Regions from separate parts of the Mustela erminea genome. Here region 1 is linked to region 2. The links are chromatin contacts, called in public Hi-C maps. All regions are on one chromosome and are shown on one strand. Each heading gives the region's core, a stretch centred on a gene start, on an enhancer-like site or on the middle of the called end of the contact. The rest is flanking DNA. Distances are from core to core; before and after follow the strand shown.

What was found. A called contact is a pair of places that touch in the nucleus more often than the background predicts.
Region 1: a Hi-C map of fibroblasts shows a contact between it and region 2, with 4 times the contacts expected there. The contact joins the promoter of CTTNBP2NL here to the promoter of ST7L in region 2. A contact is called at or near these places in 2 of 3 Hi-C or Micro-C datasets (fibroblasts and spleen).

The regions. Positions count from the first base shown.
Region 1 is chr10:13,568,193-13,570,956 of mMusErm1.Pri, reverse strand. It overlaps CTTNBP2NL (CTTNBP2 N-terminal-like protein), which reads left to right and starts at 1,351. Exons shown (of 6, transcript XM_032301628.1): 1 at 1,351-1,457.
Region 2 is chr10:13,408,188-13,410,887 of mMusErm1.Pri, reverse strand. It overlaps ST7L (suppressor of tumorigenicity 7 protein-like), which reads right to left and starts at 1,416. Exons shown (of 15, transcript XM_032301630.1): 1 at 1,131-1,416. The coding sequence starts at 1,338. It overlaps CAPZA1 (F-actin-capping protein subunit alpha-1), which reads left to right and starts at 1,930. Exons shown (of 10, transcript XM_032301637.1): 1 at 1,930-2,102. The coding sequence starts at 2,064.

The DNA.
Region 1 (2,764 bases), core at 102-2,601, 160 kb before region 2:
GCATATGAAAGTGTCCGCCACAGTGATGACATATCTTCCTAGATCAATACTATGCTCCAGTACTATCTTGCTCAATAATAATTGTTATGATTAAGAATAATATATTAAAAACAATACATTACTTAGCCATTATAAATTTTAATTGTATCATAAGTATTTACTATATTGTATTTAAAAATAATGTGGTTATTATTTTATTATTATTTATTTATTTATTTACAGACAGAGATCACAAGTAGGCAGAGAGGCAAGCAGAGAGAGGGAGAAGCAGGCTCCCCGCTGAGCAGAGAGCCTGATGTGGGGCTGGATCCCAGGACCCTGAGATCATGACCCAAGCCAAAGGCAGAGGTTTTAACCCACTGAGCCACCCAGGTGCCCGGGCTATTATTATTTTAACCAGCTAAATAAATCTGGTGACCTGGAGAGCAGTCTATGGGGAAGGAACCCAGAAACCTTAACCTCTGATAGGGATGCATCCGTATCCTGGGATAGGGATGGTCCTGGGAAGGCTTGCTGCTAACAGCAAGATCTGCATTCCTGTGTTCACAAGAAGGGACAGACATTTCTTGCATCTTCTACATTGCCCTTTGTTCCAGCTTTACTGCAAACGCCGTTGCCCCACAATAGGGCCAAGAACACAAAAAATATCCTCTCATCGGACACGCATATTGACAGACTAATTTGCAATCACTCGACTTTTGCCTGGAAGGCAGGTGGGACTGGGTTTTGCCCTCCCTGGTGCTACCCGGTGTCCCCGCGCCAGGAGCTCCAGTGCTAGTACTTCCCTTCCAAATGTAATGGGAAAAGAGAAGGCCGGGGTGGGGCGGGGAAGTGGGGGGGTCTCCGGGTTTATCATGTTTGCGCTCTTGCTTCTAGCACCACACCCACAAGCTGGTCCAAGAGAAAGAGACAGCAGGAAAGACACGTTACCGGGTTTGCGACAACTAATTCTAAAGCAGACGCCAAAGGGCATTTCATTTATTAACATTTTGGATAGAATGAAACGTTAATGTGCCCAATCAACCTGAGCTCCCAAAGCCCGCCATTCCTAAGCCTCCCAGACTAGGAGGATAAAGCAAGAAACACTCGGCACCGTGCTGCCCAGAAACCGCAGAAGGTGGAAAGTTGCAGAAGCCGAGCCGGGAGGGGCGCGAGCCCACCCCGGAGCCCCGGCCGGAGGAGCGCGCTTCCTCCAGGAAGTGACGCGAGCTCAATCCCAGCCCGGCTCTCCCCAAACAAAAGGGATCTTGGGGCCCCGGGAGGAGCCTAAATGACTTTGGAGAAGCCCCTCCTCCAGCAGGCGCGGATTGGTGCCGGTGCTGAGGAAGCGAGGTGGCGATTGGCCCTGGTGAATGCCATTGCGCCCGTCTGGCGGTTGAGGGGCGGGGCCTCAGGAGGCTTGGATGCGAGCGGGTGGCGGAGGCGGCGGGGAGCAGAGACCGGAGCGCGGGGAAAAGGTAGGAGCCGTCAGGGCTGGGGCTCGACGGTGGCTGGGGGGCCGGGTTCTCGAGAGAAAAGCAAGGGTAGGCCCACCGGTGTCCTCCCACCGCCGTCCCAACTGCCACTTGCGCCCATCCCCTGAGGGGGCGGGGCCGTCTCCTCCGCCTCCCGGTATTCCCCGAGGAGGCGGCTCCCCATCCTCCGAGGGTCCTCGCAACTACTTATTGTCCCCGGTCAGTCCCAGCTCCGTATAAGGGGCTTCCCTCTGACACCCCTCGTTTAAGGGTCCCGCTCACCCGGCGCCTCAACCTTGGGGAGGGCGCGCAGGTTCTCATTCTCTAGGCTGCCGCCTCCACCCCCATACGATACCCCCGGGAACCCAGACATCCCTCCCTACGCTTGTCCCTGCTCGCCAGAGTGGGACCAGCGCTAGTTTCACCCGTAAGATAAAAATCAGTATTTTCCAAAAAAGATGGGTGAGGCAGAAATCAAGACCCTATCTAGACAGCCAGCTCCACAGAAGAAGCGGCCTTCCCCCACTTCAGTTCTTCCCATCCCCCACGCTCTGATACTCGGGCTTCCTCTTGAAGCCCCTCGGATCCTCTGTTCCCTTGGGCGGGGGAGGGGTAAGGTGGCGCGGGCCCAGAGCTCACCTGCTTCGGGACTCTTTTAGACTCTGGAGGAACGAGAAATACTAACTCCCCGCTCCCCCTTCACCCTTTGTGCCGCCCCTCCAATCTCTGCTCCTTGAGGGAGGAACCAACTTCTAAGGCTTTTTCAGGTTTGAGTTGCGTTTCATTTTGGCTTTCTACCCTATTTCTGCCTTGGGAACTTGATGAAAAACCATCATTTTCTGTTTCACAGATAGGTGGGTGTGTTGGTCATCTGCAGAGTTGGCCTTACGTGGGTAGAATGCAGTGTGTATTGTTGGACTGCTAGTGAATAATAGCACGTTTTCAAATAAAACAGTGTAGATAAGTATATAAAGAGCATTAGATTAGGACTGAGTATCTCCCAGTCTAGGGTGGGCTGGTCCGTTGCTCAGGGAGACTGCAGTTAACCTTGAAGGTATAGTTCTGTTGAAACAAAAGGCAGGAAGTGTTTGAAGAAAATTCAGGTTCAGCCATCTAGGTTTATCATTAATCCCCTCTGTGGCCTTTGGTTACTGTGTAGCCCCTTTTTTATGGCGGAGGTTTTTCCTTCCAGAGGAAACTGAAACACACATGATGTTATTGACTGGTTTTGTAACAGTGGTATTACCTGCCAAAATTTAAGGGATGAGAAGTAAGAGCCAGGCTTAAATCTCAGAGATAAGGACAAATAA
Region 2 (2,700 bases), core at 167-2,666:
GTGTTATCTAGTTAACACGTGGAAAAATAAATGATAAAATCAATGAATAATATTTCACTGAGCATGCAAACCACTAGTAAGCACTTCATTAACCAGTTACAGAGACAGCAAATTAGCTCTTCCAAATAGTCTAGGAAGGCCAATTTACTTAGTTTTAGTATGTTTGTTATATCCGAACTTACATAAAACCTATCTTCTAAAAAGTCCAGAACATTATCTCACAGTATTTCATGTCATCTTATGAAAAAGAAAAGGAGACATTTGCCTTTTCTTGCTGCAGAAAAATAAACCACAGGTACTGATAGTCATAGTCATCACACAGCAAAAATACTTTCATCTTGTTCAGAGCTTGAGTGGAAATACTGTAATGTAATGGTAAAAGGCCCTGGCTCCCATCCACTTTGTCCTGGCTACAGGTAAAGTATAGTATTTGCAGAATCCACGGGGATCATCACTTCTGACACGTCTCTGTATCTTCAGCTCAGACTACATAGCAAGCTTTCTACGAATGTTGAAAGAACCCATTACTGTTTGTGGCTCTCTTCCCCTTAACTTCCTGTATTACTCAAGATAAAGCCTAAAGCAAAGAAGAGACCAAGATACCACAAAAACTTTCTTGACAGAACTATCTTAGAATATAATGGTTGGCTAAGATCATGGCTTTTTTTTTTTTTTTTCCTTTTAGGTCTTTGAATGCAGAAACCCTCATCTTTGTAGTCTGGGTGTGGGAACTCTTGGCTAACCGGCGAGAGACTCAAAAGAATGATTTTCAATGGATCCTACCAATGCTGGAAGTATATATAAATTCTGCAACGGATATGAAAATGCTCTCATCTTGTCCTACTACCTGAAGCCTACAGCGTGTCAGGTGGCGGGCTCTTCCTCGGGTAAACGAGGACAGTTGAGAGAGGGCGGATCTTAAGAGCTCAAGGGAGGAGCCCATAGCTGCAGCTCAGGTTTGACAATCAGCTGCGGAGTTGCAGACCGGGAGAAGAACACACTAGGTAGAGCACCAAAGACTTTCTCTGAAGCTCTCCAGTGACTGCGGAGAATCTCTGCCCTTTGCCTCTTGCTCCCGGTCCCTCTTCTAGCTCCCCCCGCCCATCCCCAGGGAGGTCTGGGCCTCTCACCCGCAGCCAAATTCTCACACAGCCTCAGCGGGACCCTCAGAGCGTAAAGCAGTCCAAGCCCCGCCACGAACCACAGCGAGGCCCCAGTCCCCGCCAGTCCGGCCCGCAGCCGCTCCCTCCAGCCGAGCGACGGGCTCAGGCCCGGAGCAGGTGCAGGAGGAGATGCCGTAGCAGTGGCTGCTTCACCCAATCCGTCTCCGTCCGCCATCTTGCCGCTCCCGCAGGCTCCGGGAGCTGGGAGGGGAGAAAGGCAGGAAACCGGGAGTCGGGAATCCTGGGATAGTGGCGGACCTAAAATTGGCCTCTGTGGAGGCTGAGTCCCAGGGAACGCGGACCAAAAAAATTTGGAACGTGAGGGAGCGGCCCAAGACTGAGGTTACCTTTCCTTCGAAGGACAGGAAAGGGTGACTGGCGGCACATATTGGAGGAACTGGACTGAGATGTGATCTCTGAGTGAAATGTTTTCGCTTCCATGCGAGTGACGGTCACCTCTCACCCTATTCCCAGGGTTGGAAAAGCCACCGACCGTTCCAGGGCCCGAACAGCAGTTAGCCCTTTGGACTCGGCCGCCACAGATATCACTGGTACTAGGAAAACGTACAGTAACAATTGCGATTTGGTCGGACGGAATTCGGGTGTCAGGAATAGTCGAAACATGCCCCCAGCGTCTCATAGATGAACGGAGGAAATGAACGTAACTCAGTGAGAAAACTATTAGTTTTAAAATCATTTAAGGAAAAGTTTTAAGGCAGAGTTAGGGACTTCGCGGAGAGACGGCGCTCAGAACCACCACCCCGCCCGAAACTGACATGGCGCCCTCTGGGTCGGCGTTTCCGGGCGGGTCCTTCCGACAGCCCCCGCGGTGATTCCATCACTCAGCTTCCTTCCCGGCCTGCCTCGCGCTGGGGCCGGGCTGGGCCAGAGCAGCCCAAGATGGCCGACTTCGAGGACCGGGTGTCGGATGAGGAGAAGGTAAGGGGTCCGCCTCTCTCTCTTGCCTCCTCTCGCGACAGGGAACGGGGGCCTGACCTGGCTGCGGTGGGAACCCTGGCGGTGTCCCCAGAAAAAAGAAGCTTCTTGGCCTGTACTGGGATACGCTCTGCAGTTGGGACGCTTCTCTCTTTAGGGGCTTTGGTCTGCCTCACGGTGGCCCCAGTTCCCCATTCCTCAACTCTTTCTCTTCCTGGGCCTGAAGCACAGCCTAATGACCCTTAAGCAAGAGAAGAGACTTTCGTTTATTGAATTGTGACTGTGGACTTTATTGTGTAATTAAGAGCGGGGGCGATGGTGATGTCTCGATGTATCAAGAAGCATTTATTTTACCGCCTTTAACTGTTGGGGCTCTCCCCATCCCCCCATTTTTAGATACGATTGAGGCTAGTTTAGGGCGAGTCACTTCCTGGTCAGGATGGCCTCTTAACTTCCCTTTCGCTCCTCCTTCCTCAGGAAGTGATTTTGCTGTCACGACTCCTCGACAGGGAGAGGTACCCATGTGTTGTCCGCCCATCCACTCTTTTCTTACTTACTATCGGCTGAACTGATTCTCAGTAATAAATGTGTAAGCCTCAGG